4 separate regions of the Mus musculus genome follow, and all the other regions are linked to region 2. Evidence: chromatin contacts called from public HiChIP or PLAC-seq, Micro-C and promoter capture Hi-C data. All regions are on one chromosome and are shown on one strand. The core of a region is the stretch at or near the end of the contact, and the rest is flanking DNA. Distances in the headings are between cores, read along the strand shown.

Region 1 (4,209 bases), core at 1,012-3,511, 660 kb before region 2:
GTGCTTAGCCCGCGGCCCCGCGGCGGGGCGGCCTCACTTACTGGCGGGGAAGCGCGGGTCTGGGTTGGCGCCGTACCATCCGGGGCCCGAAGCGCTGTTCCGCATGGTGTCCTGGTAAGGCGGCAGCTCGCTCATGTTGCCCAGGTTGCCGTTGCAGTAGCCCCCCACGGCGGAGTGCGAGAGCTGGGGCACCCCCGCCGCCGTCATGTGGTAGGCGGCGGTGACGGCGCCGTGGTGCCCCACGGCGTGCTGCTGCATGGCCGCGGCCGGTGGGGCCGCCTGGCCCTGTCTGTACGCTGCGAGCGGAGCCCCGAGGCCGCCGCCCTCCATGCCCACTTTCTTGTAGCTTTCCTCCAGGGGACTCAAGATGTCAGACACTGAGAACGGAGTCGTGTGCTTTGGACTCATCGACATGATTCGGCGTCGGCTGGAGGAGGAAGGAAGAGGAGGAAAAAAAAAAGGGAGAGGGGGAAGGCGAAGCCTCGCTACTTTTTTTTTCTCCCTTTGCCAAATATTCTGGTGTTACCTTAACGCCGATCTTGTTGGATGTACACGTAACGGAGTGGACCGAGTCCGCCTTAATTGGCTTGAGTGGAGGCTCGGGGGCTGCCTCGCGTTTGTTTTAGCCCGGCGCCAGGTTTTAGGCAGCCACCAGAGGCGGGGCATAAGCGCTAAAGCAACAAGACAATAGAAGCCTACATCTTGCCCGAGATAATTAGCTTACATGCTGATGACAAGGTAAACACCTTTAAGCTTCACTTGTCAAGATTTTTAGGTCTCAAAGAGAGAAAGAAGGAGAGAGGGAGAGAGAGAGAGAGAGAGAGAGAGAGAGAGAGAGAGAGAGAGAGAGAGAACCAAAGCATTACTTTCCCCCTCCCTTGGACACCCCCACCCCCATTTTTGTGGGGTGCCTGTGGCGCGCGAGGAAAAGGCGGGGGGGGGGGAAGGAGGAGGGAACCGAGAGCGGGAGGGCCAGAGGTGGGGTAGAGAATAACCTAAGGGGAGGGATGGAAAGGAGAACGGAAGGTGAATACTGCTTTGCAACCAACTTGGGGAGTTACAAAGTGGAACCGCGGTCCAATTTGGTCGGGGTTCCGAGGTCAGGGGCTGGCCTTTGGGGGAGAAGGGGGCTGAGGAGCAGGGAGCGGGATTTCACCTGAGCCTGCCGGGGCTGCTCCTCCCTCCCGCTGCGGCCTCCCAGCCCCGCGCCTTCCCACCGCCTCCGGACCACATCGGGCTTCGCTGCGCTGAGCCCCAGTCACCACCAAAAGAGTGTGCGAGTCTGGGGATGAACCCTGGGGCTGCACTGTTGGTCTATGTGTCTGTCAGTCTGTCTGCTTCTTCTGCCGCCGCCGTCAGAGGGACACCTCTGCTCCCCGCCCCCTTTCCCCTTACCCGAGAGAATCCCAGCGGGCGGAGGGGGAGCTGAGTAAGGGAACGACTGCCTCCGGGAGGCTGTCACCGATCCCCGCGCCACCCCCCACCAAGCTCCTGGCTCCCTAGCGGACCAGCCCCCCCAGCCCACCCCACCCCGCCGCTCCCTTTCTCCACCCCTTTTGCCGGCCCAGGCAAGTACACCGCTGGCCCTCTGAGCTACGAGGCTAAGGGTGCGGGGGATTAACAGGAGAGTCCACCACGGAAGTTGCCCCATCTCGAACAAACCTGGTGCCCCTGACCCTTGCCCATGGCCTGGATACTTCGGCTTCAGAAGCTGATGCTGTCTTTCCGAGGACATCCCAGTCCCAGCACCCCAGCTCAGATCCCCGCAGTTTTCCCTTCCGATGCTTCAGTGAAAGCCCGGGCGGGGAGCCGCGTGAGCGCCCGCAGATCCGTTGCAGAGTGGAACTGAGTCTGAACCCGGGTGGAACTCGTTGTCCGGGAGGAGGCGAATATCTCGACGCCCGCAGCCCAGCGGGCGGGAGGCTGGGCTGAGGCTCGCCTCCTCCCGGAGCTCAGCCATGCAAAAGTGCACTTGCTTCCCCGGGAATAACCAAATATCTTTGTCTAAAGTGGCGGCGTAAATGGCCGGTCGCTTTGTGGCCACGCTGGATATTAGTAGATGAGGATCATTCTGCTTCAATTGGGCGCCTCTCATCCGGCTAGGAAGAAACTGCTTAGGAGGAAGTGGGTTTCCTGTCTGAGCGTTCCCAGGCTTCAAGTGTGAGCCCCGCGCCTTGAGGGTCCTTGGGCGCCTGGCAAGGGGGAGCTGTGGGCTGTGCTCCCTAGCGGGCCCGGGGGCGTCAGCCTCATTGCTGTTACCAGGTCAGGATCAGCAGCTAAGTGGGTTACCCAGCCAAGCCCTGCATGGCACAGATTTGGAGACCACCTCCGTTTTTTTTTTTTTCTCCTTGGAATTTAAGCGTTTTCGTTATTGTTTGTTTTTGTTTTGGCTTTGCTTGTCTGCTGTTCGAGCTTTCTTGGAGCGCTAGAGGCTGGGAGGGCGGAGTGCTTCCTGGCCCGGCAGGTGCCTCCTAGACACTTCGGCGGCCAGTCAAGGAGGCTTCTTGATTTTGGTTTTTGTTTTCACATTTTCTTTCCCCTCCTTGTAGTGAGGGAGCTCCCGATAATGAACAAGCAGTTTTGAACTACTTAATTCAGCAGGGTAGGCTCCTTTCCATTAATAGCAATTATAGTATGGAAAGTTGTTTTATTTGCTTTTTAAGATCTCTCCTTGAAGAGTGCTCTCTACTCCCTCAACACAAAGCCGACGACTAAACTAACATTAGCTTTCCTCACCACCTACCTCCATCGTGAAGGGAAGGAAGGCTCTGGGCATCAGCGGGCCTCCCATCTGGGCCCGCATTTTCGAACCGCCCCCGAGGTGGCTTTGAAGCAGGGAACCCCGACTTTAAGCGGCCAGGTGCGTTGTGTCTCTGTAGCTAAGGACAAGTGGAAAGCAGAGCTCTGCGCTCTCCTTTCCCAGGGACTTCTCTGGGGGGCGCTCTCAAGATGAGCTACAGCACTTTGGTCTACAGTGTCGAGAGTGCAGGGAGGGGAAGCCACGCTAGATCAAGTGAACGGCAGAAAGGGCAGGCAAAGCATAATGCAGACCTAGTCTGAAGGCGCGACCCAGATCTGCTAGCATTGGGAACGGGATCGTCTTAGGAAGTCCCTGGTCCTCCGTCTCCATTTAACCCCGTTATTTTATAATTGTTGGTGGTCATAGGAACACCAAGGGTAGAGTGTCATTTGTCTCTCCCGGTTTTAGTGCCACTTACAGAAGGAGGTAATTCTTCAGAAGGTTTTTTGGTGAGATTTAAGCAAAATCAGGCACATCAAAACACGCCCAAAGCTTTGAGGGAAGAAAATTAAGCTCACTAACAAGGTCGATATTTCTGTGTCTGTGGTTAATATCAAATCCATTGCTTCTTCGGGGGGCCTGTTAGTCTGGAGTGAAAGGTTTGTTCAATCTTCTACAGTCTCTGAGCCGTGCAGCCCGGACCTTCAAAAACACCAGCAGGTGGCCAGTTTGGGAGAATGTACACAAGCTGCATCTTAGCCCTACTGTAACTAGGGGCCCCCATCCCCAGCCGCACAGCACTAGGTGAGGGGCTGAGCTTCAGTCAGAGTTCGAGGGGAGTGATGCCTGGCAACCCCCATGCTTTACCCTGAAGGGGAGGGGAACTGGACTGAGCTTCAAACTTCTCCTGCTGGCACCAATGCCAACAGCTCCCATCTAGAACTGGGGGTGAGGGGCTCTGTTGCACTCTGTGACTTGAACCAAATGAACTTCCCATACTTCTGCCCCTTCATAAACATCCACCATTCTGGATTATTTCCCATGAGCACTGACATCCACAAGAGTAAGCCAGAATTCTCAAGAGCCTTTGGGGGCCTGGGGGGGGTGTTGGGTGGGTGGGTGGGGAGCCACCTATTTATCTCTGAACTCATCCATGCAAAGATCTTGAGAATTCTCACCAGGTTAGTCTTTCTGACTAGAGAGCATGCTGCCTCTCTGACTCATCTTGAACAGGACCCACTCGGGTTAAACCAGAGATATTTTTTTCCCCTCTTGTAGCTGTGGATTAATTCTTAAAAACCTAGTCCACCCCTCATGGCTGGTGCCTCCTGCGCTGTCAGTAGACTGGCCTTGTGGCTAGCAGGACAGAGCTCAGCCCTCATAAGGTTATTCCCTGGTTCAGCCCCAAGGGTCCTCTTTAATCTCACTAGTTAGGAATCAAAGGGCTGCAGAGACTCAGGCTTCACCAG
Region 2 (4,532 bases), core at 832-3,331:
AATTTTAAATTTATCTTATAAATGGCTTAACATTTAGCTATGCTAACTGATTAATTCCATTTACATTAATAATGATACACGAGCCCGGCATGGTGGCACACGCCTTTAATCCCAGCACTCGGGAGGCAGAGGCAGGTAGATTTCTGATTTCGAGGCCAGCCTGGTCTACAAAGTGAGTTCCGGGACAGCCAGGGCAATACAGAGAAACCCTGTCTCGAAAAACCAAAATAAATAAATAAATAAATAAATAAATAAATAATAATAATAATGATGATGATGATGATGATGATGATGATGATACATGATGGCATAAATGCATCTGTGCCAAATATTTATCCAGAAATATGCAGCATAAACAGGATTAGAGTCTGATTTATTTTTTAACAGTCTTTGAGTATAACTGTGACTATACATGTTGTGATTATACAAACCAACAGAGATACCTGTAAGTCACTGGGCACAGCCTGGGATGTTAAGCAACTTTGCTTTCCCTATGGTCAAGCATATATATATATATATATATATATATATATATATATATATATATATATTTCATTTTCATAACTGTATCTTGTTAAAGTACGCAAATTATGTGACATATCTGGATGCTTTTGATACCCCAGAGATGCAGCTAGTTCATGACATAAAACTACTCAGAGTTTGAAGCACTCCATTATTTAAAAGTTCATATTTTCTTGAAAGTAAATGTTACTAAGTATATATTGAGTATCTTTTAGTCAACTTTAATACTATTTCATTGTTATAATAATTTATTAAAATAACAAAACTTATGAACTGTTACAGCCTAATATTAAAAATATTAAAAATTAGGCATACGCATAATTTAATGGCGAGCAACTTCTTCCAAGTTGCACAGTAATTATTACCAAGCTGGCTTTAACAGATCTTTTTGTAAAGTCTCTCCCACATCATAGCTCTCCACAGATTAATGTGAGTCCATTACATCAAAGGTGTTTACATTTGTTAGCACGAGCGTTTAATTTTAATATATTTATGGCGTGCATAGATCCCCAAGAAGCGCAGTAAAAAGAATCCCTGCGAAGAGAGCTATGCTAAGATCCTCTTTAGCTTGGGCCTTGGAAGAAACTTGCTAAGAAACTTAAGTAAGACCGAACTGGAACTGAATCCTTTTTTGTGTAAAATAGCTGTCAAAGCGAAGAAAAGGACGGGAGGGGGAAGCTTTCTCAAAGTCACAGTAAGTTTCAGGGACTGGCGAATCCTTTCATGCTCCATTCTAGGAACAGAGAACCCCCGGGGACCCTAGAGCAGAGCAGCTAGTGGGGACTGCACCCAAAAGAGCCGCCGCCGGCTGCTCGGCTCTTCGCAGAGGAGTCAGAGTAGAAGATTTAGGAGGACGCACTCGCACACAAAACTTCGGTTGGAAGGCGAGCCTGGGGGACAGTTGTCGGGTGGTGCGGCGGAGGAGCGGCGGGCGCGCGGGGAGCGAGCGGACAGCCTTACCTGCAGACCCTCCGGCCGCGACCTGCCTGGAGGTCTCGTGCAGTAAGCTGACGTTGGAGGCCGACATCTTCGCGACCAGGGGACCGGGTGACCAAGTTGCCCGAGCGAGCTCCTCTGAAGGCCGCCGCCGATGGAGACCGGGCCCCGTCGGTCCTGGGGCTGAACTCTTCCCGGTGTGGCTGCGATCCAGCTAAAGGCGGCGGTTCGGGCACCGAGTCGCCGCGAGGTTGGCGGAGGGGGTCCGAACTTGCCCAGCGCTGCCTAAGGCTGCCCTTTCCACCGGGGCACCGGAGGGGGAACACTGACAACTGGGGGCTGGGTAGACTTGACCTAGCTCGGTGGGTCAGGCTCGAGCTTCAAGATAGGGGCTTATGAATTTGCCTATCGAGACCTACTGCGGAGTTTGTTTAGCTGGCTGCTTATCTAAGGGCTGCCTTAGCTAGCTGCGACTGTGATGTAGCCGCGGGTGACCCTTGCCCTCCAGGCAGGCTAAAATACGGTACTATTCAAAAGAAGGGATAGTGAGGAAATTCCTCCAAGTTAGTCAACCAGAAATTGAAGGCCACAGCAACTAGATCAGAGCAGATCTGACTTACAAAGTGCAGTAACTGTGCGGGGGAAGTGGTTTTGGACTTTTATTTCATGCATAATAAACTGAGTTTTACTTACTGAAAACCATAAAGGACTTGTTATTCAAGTGTCCTGTGCCCAGTTCACAGGGTCACCACGCTGCGCACAATATGACAGACTTGTCAGAAAGCCGAGTTCTTTGGGCTTAGGGCCTAGAAACCTGTTTTAAGCAGTTCTCTGTTAGGAACAGTAGGTAGACATGAAAGAGGAGCACCAATAACCTGCTTATTTCTTTCTACAAAATGTGGAATTAACTCACACTAGCTCTTTAGAATCACTGACAAAACAAAAGTACCAGTTAGTGCCTGTTAGTGAACCACAAGGTGCAAACTGCAGTATAAGAGAAACACAGGAGTCAGATATTTAGAACGCTCACCACACCCCTGACAGGCCGGAGATGATAAGAGAAAGTACTGTGGAAACCCCGCTGCTGTTATTTCTAAAACGTAGTGTTTAATGCATATATTCTGGGCCATATAAACTGCCGTTGTTCTCTGTCAAAAACATGGGTATGTGCAATTTAAAATAATACAATGTCAAATCAAATATACGAAATGAATACTTATATCTTATTTTCATTCTTTGAGCTATTAAATGTCGGTGGTAGTGAGCTGGGGAGATGGCTCAGTCAGTAAAGTGCTTGCCATGCAAGCCTAAGGACCAAAATCCAGTTTCCCTGCACATGTAAGACAGTATTAGTCTGGGTCTGTAATCCTAGCGCTGAGAATGCAAAGATAGGCACATCCCTGGAGCTGTCTGGTTGGTGAGGTCTAGCCAAACAGTTCAGTTCAGTTATAGGTCTTGTCTCCAAAGGTAAAATGGAGAACAACTGAAGATCCCCAACAGTAACCTCTAGCTACCAAACACTCCTGTTGCATGTATCTGCTGACATACATACACACACACACACACATACCACCACATGTATACACACATGCACACACACACACCACATATACACATGCATACATACCACATGTACAGACACACACCCCACATGGACACACACATGAACACACACACATCTCCCACATGGACACACACACCCCACATAGACACACACATACACACACCACATGTATGCATATACCACATGGATACACACTCCACATGTAGACACACACACACATACCATATGTACAGACACACACACCACATGTACACACAGTTATGTGCCTGTACCACCTGACTAGGAAAGTTACATACCATGAGGAATTGGGTAAATGTGTTGCTTATGTGATCAGATACACAAAAATGGTTTGTTTTTTTAAATTTTCCACTGGGCATGGTGACACACGCCTTTAATCCCAGCACTTGGGAAGCAGAGGCAGGCGGATTTCTGAGTTCGAGGCCAGCCTGGTCTACAGAGTGAGTTCCAGGACAGCCAGGGCTACACAGAGAATCCCTGTCTTGAAAAAAACAAAAAAATAAAATAAAATTTTCCAGATTGAAAATATTCATCAATACCAAATGGACAGGCTTGAAAACATACATACAAGTCATATTATACATACTGAGCAGGTTATATTTAGAAATGTATATTATGTACATAAACATATGCATGGGGCAGCAATTAATGAAAAAATATGGATTTAAAGACAGCAAGAAAGAGTCCAAGCGAGAATGTGGAGGGAGTGAAAGGGAAACGTGTACTCATATTAAAATCTCAAAATCAAATCATTAAAAATAAAAATAAAACTAATGGCAAAAATGAAGTTGGTTACAAAAAAACAAAAAAGCCCTCTCTCCTGCTCCTCTATCACTAAGCAAATAAAAGGTTTTGAGAACTATATTTTACTAATTAAATATAGGATCTTTTTTAAAGATTTATTTATTTTATGTATATGAGTACATTATAACTGTACAGATGGTTGTGAGCCTTCATGTGGTTTTAGGGAATTGATTAGTACCTCTGCTTCTATCTGGTCAGCCCTGCTCAGGCCCAAAGATTTATTTATTATTATAAATAAATTATTATAAATAAAATAAAATATTATAAATAAGTACCAGAAGAGGGCATCAGATCTCATTATGGGTGGTTGTGAGCCACCACCTTGTTGCTGGGATTTGAACTCAGGACCTTCGGAAGAACAGTCAGTGCTCTTACCCCCTGAGCCATCTCGCCAGCCCAAAATATAGGATCTTAAATACAATATAAACCATTTCTTCAACAATTGAGGATCTCTCACATTTTAGACATAGTCCCAAAATTTTAGAGCTTACAAAAGCATTTCATTGTGAAAAGCAGGAATTAAGTTTTTCAAGATGATAAAAGGAGCAATCATTTATGGGAGTTTTTCATTTTGAGAACAGTGGGACTGCAGATTCAAATGGTAAACCCAGGCCAAGTGCATTCTGTCATACAGAAAACTAAAGTAATGACCTTTCCCAAATTAATTTTATTTGTATGTAAAATATAG
Region 3 (4,306 bases), core at 1,081-3,580, 850 kb before region 2:
ACATAGGAACCTGAGATCTCTTTGGTTCCATGGACAATTCATGTCTTGTTTTTTTATTTTTACAGTTCATTATTCTTGCCACAGTCAACTATAGAGCTCTTGGCAGATTTATGTTTGGGGAATAAGCAGGCAAACCTTAAACCAAAGCAAAGCATCACCCTTTCTAGAGAAAATAATTATAGGAAAGAAATCTTAATATTTGGATCATATTCTCATGTCAGTATGGAAGCTTTCAAAGGCAACTGGAGACACTTGATCTTTTATGGAAACCAAACAGTAAGGTGACAAATTAACTTAAAAATGGCCCCCAAATAATCCAATTATTCATTCAGCAAATTCCCCAGTAACATATGGATTCTATGAATTTTTATCCCATAATCCTTGGGACAGTAATCAGGCGTTCAAATTTTTCTATTAACACACTATTAACACTGACTACTCAGTCATGTATGTTCAGTAGAAACACATTAGTTGCATTTGAAGGAAAAATGCTTTTTAACAATTCAGTTTTACACTTTCTATCGAAAAGCGCTAATAATTCAATGATATTTAAGGTGAACTTAGACATATTACAATTTACATCTTAAAAGTCCCTTTAATTTGTTGCGAAAGGACACATTCCGCAGGGGCAACTTTATAAGTGTGGATGGCTTTCATCCTTAATCACGCATCTCAAAATACATATTACTAAAATAGCATTTAATTAATTTTTTAAAAAATCTTATATTTGACACTTGTTAAAGGACCCTTTACTGTTACAAAAACTTCATTTTCTCTACACATTTTTGGCAAGTGGCATAAGTTAAGTTTAATCATTTTTCCATTTGAACCTTTGAGATAAATTTATATAATTAAAAAACTCAGTATGCAAAATTTAGATATTTTATAATTCAAATAATTTATCAATGTAAATTATTTTGCAATTTCTAAGCATAATATTTGAGAAGATTTTTCTCATCTTGACATTAGAAATATAAATGAATAAATCTTTAAGTTCCAAATCCACGCCAAAAAGTTCTCTAACTTTTAAACTATTTAAAGATCTGAGATGTTACTACTGAAATATTAATAAGGAAAGTGCTTAAGACTTTGTAAGAATTTTTTTCCTAATTGCTTATCAAGCAACTGAGTTTAATTTTTTTTAACTTTTCGAAGTCCAGTAACACCAAACAGAATGTACAACTCAAGTAGTTTGCCAGTCAGAATAAACTTACTAAGGTTTTCCAACTAAGGATTTTAAAAATAATCCTCACAAATCAGGTAAATGTCCTATTCTCACTGGTGGTACCACTGCCCTTGACATAAATGTGTGCTGTGTCCATTTCAAGCACTATAACCAGTCCCCAAACAAATTAGGAAACATGTTTGACACAAAACTCTTCTAAAAGCAGGCAAACATACTTTTGTTCCTTATTTAAACATTGCCTCATTTACATCACGACTATCTAGTAAAGTGTAACCTAGTTTTTAAAATCCAGGTTTACTGTGACATTTTCTGTAAAGAGCAATTAGCTAAGCTACACGACAGTCGTAATGTAGTTAGAAGTGGCCACACATAACTCATCCAACAATTCACACTAAAATTTAGGTATACTACAAATGAAATTGTGGAAATCCTTATATATCCCTCCCCGTTTAAAAGAGTAAGAGATGCAATAAATGGCAAGAGAAACAAAAAACAGAAAAACAAACAAATAAACAAAAAACCCCAGAGTAAATCACCCCCCAAGGAGTGGGGATGGCGCTAGGAAAAGTTTCAGGCCATATTAACCAGTGAGTTTCTGCGATAAATACACTGGAGGCAAAAGGACCGTGATCGCCAGGAACCTCCTTCACCCTCATCACCTTTTAGGCATCTTTTGGGCAAGCTTTCGTCGCCAGGACCCCAGTTTTCTCCAGACCTTGGCCATCAAGCGTGCCGCTGGCATCTCCCGGTCCCAGGAGCTGGGCCCAGGGTCTTCCGGGTGTCACAGCCCGGCCACGGCACACCAGCGGCACACACCGTGCCAGCGGGGCTCCGCGACCCCCGCCTCCGAGAGAACTAAGGGGACAAGGACCGGGATGCTCTCCCTCCCCACCCACCCCTTCCCCGCCGCACCCCCACTTACCTGTCTTGTCAGGGTGTGCAAGGAGCGAAAGACTTCGCAGAGGACCTCGCGGGTGAGGAGGGGGCTGGAGCATTGCTCCAGGCTCCTCTCGCTGCCGCTTGAGGAACTAAGCTCCGCAGCAGCAGCCATGACACCTTCAAAGCAGCCCCCCAACCACCGCGAACAGCGCTCACCCCACCCCTCCCTCGCGGACTTCGTCGCACTGAGATGACGTAAAACTAGAGCGTCTCACTTAGAGCTTGAGGATAGGCCCCACCCTCTGTGTGTGACAGACACACAGGAAGACCAATCAAGAGCAAGGATAGCTGTGCTCCGAGGGAACTTGTGTATGTGAAGCTGGACCTTCTGTCTGGTGGTGTTTTCTGTGGTCCACCTTGGTTTAGAAACCTACTTGGCTCTTAGATGCTCCCTGTGAATGTTGGCAGAGCCTTACTCTTAAGTGTTAGAATTTGAGTCCCGCTATTAAAATTTAAAATGTTAACAGTCGAGTTGTCTTGGAAAAAGATTGCGGGTTAGTGATGGAGCAGTGCTTTACAATTTTCTAATTACTAGAAACTTGACCCAGGATGATCGTTACTGGATAGAACATTTTCATCTCTATAAGACTGTTTGATATGAGGAATTTAAAAAGAACACAAGGGCTACATTATGCTTCTTTTTCCTACCATAGAACGACATTGATGACTACACCTGCAAAATAGTTTATGTCAAAGTTCTGACATGCAACGGGTTCTCAGTGCAATCACTGGACACTTGACCTTAAAATTGTTTCAATATAAATCCAATAGAAATATAAACCAGCCGGGCAGTGGTGGCGCACGCCTTTAATCCTAGCACTTGGGAGGCAGAGGCAGGCGGATTTCGAGGCCAGCCTTGTCTACAGAGTGAGTTCCAGGACAGCCAGGGCTACACAGAGAAACCCTGCCTCAAAACAAAACAACAAGAAAGAAAAGGAAGAAAGAAAGAAAGAAAGAAAGAAAGAAAGAAAGAAAGAAAGAAAGAAAGAAAGAAAGAAGGAAAGAAAGAAAGAAAAGACCAATTTATTCCATGTAACCACACTCTTTAAAATTAGGATATAAAACTAAATCGACTCTTGTTGGGTATTATTAGATAGCTTTATTTTAGCGAAAAAAGTTATAATTTTATAATGTAGAGTTCTATTAATTTTTTTTTCCTTTGAGACAGGGTTTCTCTGTATAACCCTGGCTGTCCTGGAACTCACTCTGTAGACCAAGCTGGCCTCAAACTCAGAAATCTGCCTGCCTCTGCCTCCCGGATGCTGGGATTAAAGGCATGCTCCACCATGCCTGGCTCTATTAAATTTTTAAAACAAGCTTAAAAGATAAAGGACAAAAGAATTAAAACTCTGGCGGCAGTGGCTCAGGCCTTTAATCCCAAAGCACTAGGGAGGTAGAGGCAGGTAAATCCCTTATGAGGCCAGCCTGGTCTACAAAGTGAGTTCCAGGACAGCAAGGGCTACACAAAGAAACCAAAGCTCGAAAAGCAAGCAGGCAAGCAAGCAAGCAAACAAACGATTTAAAACTCTTCTTCATGATAGTTGAGTGCATTTAACATACAGGAAGTGGAAGTATGAAGTTAATGGGTAGTCTATCCTTAGAGAGCAGACTGAATAAAGGAAGAAATAAGGAATTAAGGGACACTAGGATAAGGAGAGTAAAAATGAAAGAACTCCTTTTACCTGTCTAAGGAGCCTTTTACTCACTTATATCCAGAGACTTCTGGTATTATCAGACTTAACAGGATCTTGAGAAAGCTGGTCTGTTTCCTTGTTAGCAGAAAGATGTAAACTTAGGTTTGACAATACAATCTTCACAAGATTCAAGCACCCTCTCATTCAAGTCACTCATATCTGTAATAGAAGTTCACGATTCATCGCAATGTTAACACACTTTGTCTCTGAGTTTCTGGTTAATGGGTGACAATTGTAATGTGGAGTCTAAGAGTCCTTGTTCTGTACCAAGTAATGAAATCAGATTTTTTTTAAAAAACTAAGTAGAAGACTTTTTATCACACATTTGGGAATGATTAAGGTGCTGCACGCTGTTTTCTTTGTGGTGACTGCAAGTACTCCTGCTCATGCACAATTACCCAAGGAAGCCAGAGGCATGGGATGTGAGCTGCCCAGCACTGGAGCCTAAAATCAAACTCTGGCCCTCTGCAAAAACGAACAGTTGCAT
Region 4 (4,292 bases), core at 1,599-4,098, 580 kb before region 2:
AGCCACATCCATATGGAAGACAAGGTGACAGGCAGCTGAGACCCAAATGTACCATCCACACACCCCCATTCCAGGTGACAACCTTGATGCCTTCTCCTCCTCCTCTTCCTCCTCCTCCTCTTCTTCTTTGGACAAGAAATCGAGGACCTTTACCAAGCCTAATGCTTTCTCTTCAGACCTCATCAGGGGCCTTGTCCCTGTTCCTGGACCAACTGGACACCTCTCTCCTCTCCTCTTTCTGAAATGGGTTTCCAGAGATAAGGTCACAGCTTCAGAGACAGCGACTGCCTGCCCTGGATTTCCTCCCTCACTATATACCCAGGAAAAGAACAGGGGCAAACCAAGGCCTGGAATGGAAAGGAGATCATTCCGTGTGTGCACTGCTGACTGGACTCTTACTAGCCGATCGCACCCCAGCATAGCAATCCTAGCATTACCCTCTTTCCCTAGGGTAGCCTGGAAACAGTGCCCTGGGCAGGTCATTCTGTGGCCCTTTTTATTTCTTCAATGCCCTCCCTCTCCAGTCCCACCACTGCCGGGTAGAGGAGGCAGGAAACAGCACATTGAAGCGCTCATGGCATTAACTGTATGTTCCAAGTTCCTTGCTTCCAAGCTCCTCAATCCTCAAGTCCTGGAAACAGCCTTGAGTCAGGACCCTGCTCGAGGGGCAGGATAAGCTTTCAGTCTTGGAGCCAGAGACTAAAGAATCTCCAGCTTCACTCTGCAGAGCTACCCAGATCGCCTCCGTTGCCTCTCCTACTCCCTTTCCTCCCAAAGTCTTGTTGGGACTTTATTCTGACCTACAGTATAAACCGGGGATGGGTCTCAGTGTAAATGGTCTTTCCACCTCCAGCCAAGGGAAACCAGTTTCCATCCCTTTAGTGGTAGGAGCGCCAGCGACCCAACCCTCCACAGTATAATCTAGCGCAACAAGTCAAGGGGAAAACACTCTATTTCTTTTTTAAAAATAAGTTGCTTCATACAAGTCGCTATTTTAAAATATACAAATAATGCTCAAGAAATAAAATCTTGCTCTGGGACTGGCGCCCGGGCAACCATTCCGAGTCTTGGAGACAGTCCCTTGTGTGTGTGTGTGTGTGTGTGTGTGTGTGTGTGTGTGTGTGTGTGTGTGTGTTTGCCGGTTAGGGCAATCCAGGGACCCAGGACTCAAGAAGGGCTCCTGCAAGGGTCACCTCCTGACTTTGGTGTGGCTGTAGCTCTACTGCGGCGGACCAAACAGCAATGTCCCAAGTCTAGGGTGGCTTTAGGCACTCCGCAGCAGCCTCACCAGTTCCAGGAGACCAGAGCTGGTGGTGCTAAGTGCTGGTAGGCTGGGAAGAGGCCAAGCGCCGAGCCCGGTCCGAAGGCGGTGTAGCCTGGCACCGGACACGCAGTGGCCAGGCGTGCGCTGCACTTGTCCTGGGGCACCGCAGAGGTCCCCTCACCTCTGCCGTTGTTGCTCGGTGGCCGGTCGTGAACCAGCACGGGTACCACTACGCGGCGCAGCAGGCCGGGAGCGGCGTGCAGATCAGATGATGCTGCCATATCCGAAGGCTCTGTGATCCCAGGCGCTCGCCCTCGCTTCAGCTTGTAGCGGTGGTTCTGGAACCAGATCTTGACCTGCGTGGGCGTGAGGCGCAGGAGTCGAGCCAGCTGTTCCCGCTCCGGCGCCGACAGGTAGCGCTGCTGCCGAAAGCGCCGCTCCAACTCCAAGGTCTGGGCCTTGGAGAACAGCACCCGCCGCTTCCTCCTCTTCTCCGGGTCGGAGCCGGGGGACTCCCGCCTGAGCGAAGCCAGCTGCGACGAGTCTGCAGGGCTTGTCTCCAGGCCGCTCTCGTCCGAGGCTGGGAACCACAAAGCAAAGCAGACGTCGCCTGGTGAGAGGCCAGCCTCTACGGGTGTCTGGGACCTGTCTCCCACCCTCGTCTCCACCTGGAGTCCCAATTCTCTTGCTCCGGGCTTTGCGACCCATTTGCTTTGCTGTATTCACTTCTGGGTACCCACGTTCCCTACTCTTACCTCAACCATACTACAAGAGTAATCGGCAGACCTGAGATGATGCCCCAGAGAAACCCACCCTGGGGTCCTCTTAAAGGAATCGCAACAGTAACTGAGCTGGCAGACTAGTTTCCCACAAGCTGAGTCACCCATACCGGCCACCTCTGATTTGAAGTTTGCAAAGCCCTGGGACACAAAAGGAAGGTTTCAAATCTTTAAATATCCCGGTCTTTTCGGATCGCCAGACACCAAAACCACTACCTTCCTCAGCAGTCCAGGACCAAGATCTACTCTCAGGATGTGTGGACTCAGACGCACCACCTGTCTGTTTGAGGACCACAGAGCTTCGCGCTTGCTCTAGGGTCGAAGGAACCTGATTCTGGGTTGGGAATCTCCACTCTCCATCCCTGACCCCAGAGGCTTGGCTGGGTCCCTCCTCCGCACTCCCCACCCCCGGCCGCAGTCCTGGCTCACTCACACAGGTAGTGGCTGCACTCCGACTCCAGCCAGGCAGCAGTCTGTGGAACGCACGTCTGTTGCTCGCGCCTCACCCTAGGCTTCGCATCCTGTTCAGGTAAATTCAGGAGGCTGCGCACCGTGAAGCCGAGGCGTCCAGAGGTGGCCATGGCCGAGGAGGGGAAGAAGGTGGGGGGCAGGGTAGGCTAGGGACCCAGGGACAGCTGGGGACGCCGCTCCTAAGGATGGAAGTGCGAGGCGCTCGCCATGCGCTGGCCTTGAGACGCCAGCACCTTTGCGGGAGGAATCCCTATTTATATTAACAGCCCTTGCTACTCGGAGGGCTTTGAAAACCGCAGTCGGGGTGTCCAGGGTTTTAAGTACCTGAATGAGTGCTGGAGCGAAGCCGGGGCAAGTCCGGAAGGTGCCATCTCCGCCCCCCCTTCCCCCGCCTCCCGCTCCGCCCCGCCCGGCACCCGCCCCCTCTGCAAGACTACCTCCCAGAGGTCGCAGGAAGCTGGCCTGGTATTAGCGATTGTCTGATTAGACCAAAGTGGGGACAGATAATGGGGATTGTTACCAGTGAATAACATCTTGGGTGGCGAACAGTGACCATGGTCCTCCCAACTGAGCCCCAGCTTCCTTCTCCTCTCAGGCTGACGTGGGGCCTGGGCTGGGTGGTAGAGCTGGGGAGGGTGGAGCGACTTTATTATTCCTTGTTTGTTTTTCCCCGGAGCTTCCCTGCTGGAATGGTAGTTTCTCATAATTATTTGGAAAGTGATTTATAACTACGTTAAACTGGCGCACTTTTTTTTTTTTTTTGGTAGCATTCCTTAGATATCAGAGGATGGCCTGGTCTTTCCAGATGTCTAGGGCACAGATTTTGCAGGAGCCTACATACACACACACACACACACACACACACACACACACACACTCACCACACACAGTCTGAAAGGTCTGGAAGCCTGTGGGAGAGCTTGGGACCTGTGTCTGTCTCCTCAGGCCAACAAAACAGCCAACATCCAGGTCCCGAAATGTCCATCCTGGTCTGGCATCTATGGACCCTGAGTCTGGGACTCTGGCTGAGCTCCTCCATTCGAGGACCCAAGGGAGGTAGCAGATTTTAGGGTGGCCTACCAAAGCTTCCTTGGTATTGTCACTAGGGCTTCGTCCCTGCCCTTCATCTCCCAAGTCGGTGCCAGTTAGCAGCATAGGAAGGGACAGTGAGCGGTCTGCATTACTCACTGCTCACAGTGTAGCAGACCACACCACAGCTGCCCCGTCTGACATAGAATGGGCGGATAGGCAGAATTAGCAACAGGCCTGCCCAAAAGAAATGTGCCTGGCAGGAGATGTCTCCCAGATCCTCTAGTCACCAAGGGAACACAGATAAAATGATCCACGTGGAAGGCGGGTGAAGGAGGTAGGAGAGGGCAGAATCCGGCAGCAGCAGGCACATTCTGTTGGCCTTTCTAGTCTTCCTCTGGCTCCAGTCTAGCGCTAGAGTGCGGTCTCAGAAGCCTTTTTCTATCCAGCTAGTTATTTGGGTACCTGGTTTCTAAATTTCAGGGATGAGAGCTACATTTGGGTAGCCGCATCTGAAAACCGGGCTTTGCTGAGGCTGAATTCGAACCTGACAAGGGCGTGGCGCCCCCACCCTCACCCCCCCTCCCGCCTCACCCAGCCTGCGTCCACCCCCAGCTGCAGTCCTACCAAGCGTGCCTAAAGTGGCCGGTGGTACCGCGCGCTGGGTGGTCGGGCGGAGGCTAGCCCACTACAGGCCAACTGCTAGGCCACAAACAAAGGGGAAATGGAGCTGGGACGCCCGGACCTGT

Evidence for each region. Promoter capture Hi-C pulls out the DNA fragments that hold promoters and counts their contacts. Hi-C and Micro-C count contacts between places; a contact is called where the count stands out from the background. HiChIP or PLAC-seq counts read pairs in DNA pulled down with a chosen protein or histone mark.
Region 1: a contact with region 2 is called in an H3K27ac HiChIP or PLAC-seq map of embryonic stem cells, with 9 times the contacts expected there. The contact joins the promoter of Nkx2-1 here to the promoter of Slc25a21 in region 2. A contact is called at or near these places in 18 of 39 promoter capture datasets (the 3T3-L1 cell line, 3T3-L1-derived adipocytes, cranial neural crest and 7 more), 2 of 15 datasets of contacts at CTCF or cohesin (pro-B cells and stem cell-derived epiblast-like cells), 28 of 484 Hi-C or Micro-C datasets (the 3T3-L1 cell line, 3T3-L1-derived adipocytes, LSK cells and 4 more), 10 of 115 datasets of contacts at active chromatin or transcription factors (craniofacial prominence, embryonic hindbrain, embryonic midbrain and 3 more) and 3 of 9 other capture datasets (embryonic stem cells, embryonic tail and embryonic trunk).
Region 3: a Micro-C map of the G1E-ER4 cell line shows a contact between it and region 2, with 5 times the contacts expected there. The contact joins the promoter of Mbip here to the promoter of Slc25a21 in region 2. A contact is called at or near these places in 8 of 39 promoter capture datasets (the 3T3-L1 cell line, 3T3-L1-derived adipocytes, cranial neural crest and 4 more) and 1 of 484 Hi-C or Micro-C datasets (the G1E-ER4 cell line).
Region 4: a promoter capture Hi-C map of embryonic stem cells shows a contact between it and region 2, with 4 times the contacts expected there. The contact joins the promoter of Nkx2-9 here to the promoter of Slc25a21 in region 2. A contact is called at or near these places in 13 of 39 promoter capture datasets (cranial neural crest, embryonic stem cells, frontonasal cranial neural crest and 4 more), 2 of 484 Hi-C or Micro-C datasets (both in embryonic stem cells), 12 of 115 datasets of contacts at active chromatin or transcription factors (craniofacial prominence, embryonic forebrain, embryonic limb bud and 4 more) and 1 of 9 other capture datasets (embryonic stem cells).

What each region holds. Positions count from the first base shown.
Region 1 is chr12:56,534,647-56,538,855 of GRCm38.p6, forward strand. It overlaps Nkx2-1 (NK2 homeobox 1), which reads right to left and starts at 2,262. Exons shown (of 3, transcript NM_009385.3): 1 at 1,663-2,262; 2 at 42-427. The coding sequence starts at 414. It overlaps Gm26973 (a long non-coding RNA gene), which reads left to right and starts at 2,544. Exons shown (of 6, transcript XR_872771.2): 1 at 2,544-2,860.
Region 2 is chr12:57,195,391-57,199,922 of GRCm38.p6, forward strand. It overlaps Slc25a21 (solute carrier family 25 (mitochondrial oxodicarboxylate carrier), member 21), which reads right to left and starts at 2,082. Exons shown (of 10, transcript NM_172577.3): 1 at 1,483-2,082. The coding sequence starts at 1,549.
Region 3 is chr12:56,343,564-56,347,869 of GRCm38.p6, forward strand. It overlaps Mbip (MAP3K12 binding inhibitory protein 1), which reads right to left and starts at 2,331. Exons shown (of 9, transcript NM_145442.2): 1 at 2,109-2,331. The coding sequence starts at 2,237.
Region 4 is chr12:56,610,436-56,614,727 of GRCm38.p6, forward strand. Nkx2-9 (NK2 homeobox 9) reads right to left here and starts at 2,849. Exons shown (of 2, transcript NM_008701.2): 1 at 2,477-2,849; 2 at 958-1,844. The coding sequence starts at 2,624. The coding sequence ends at 1,285. The region is part of intron 3 of Gm26973 (a long non-coding RNA gene); the gene reads left to right.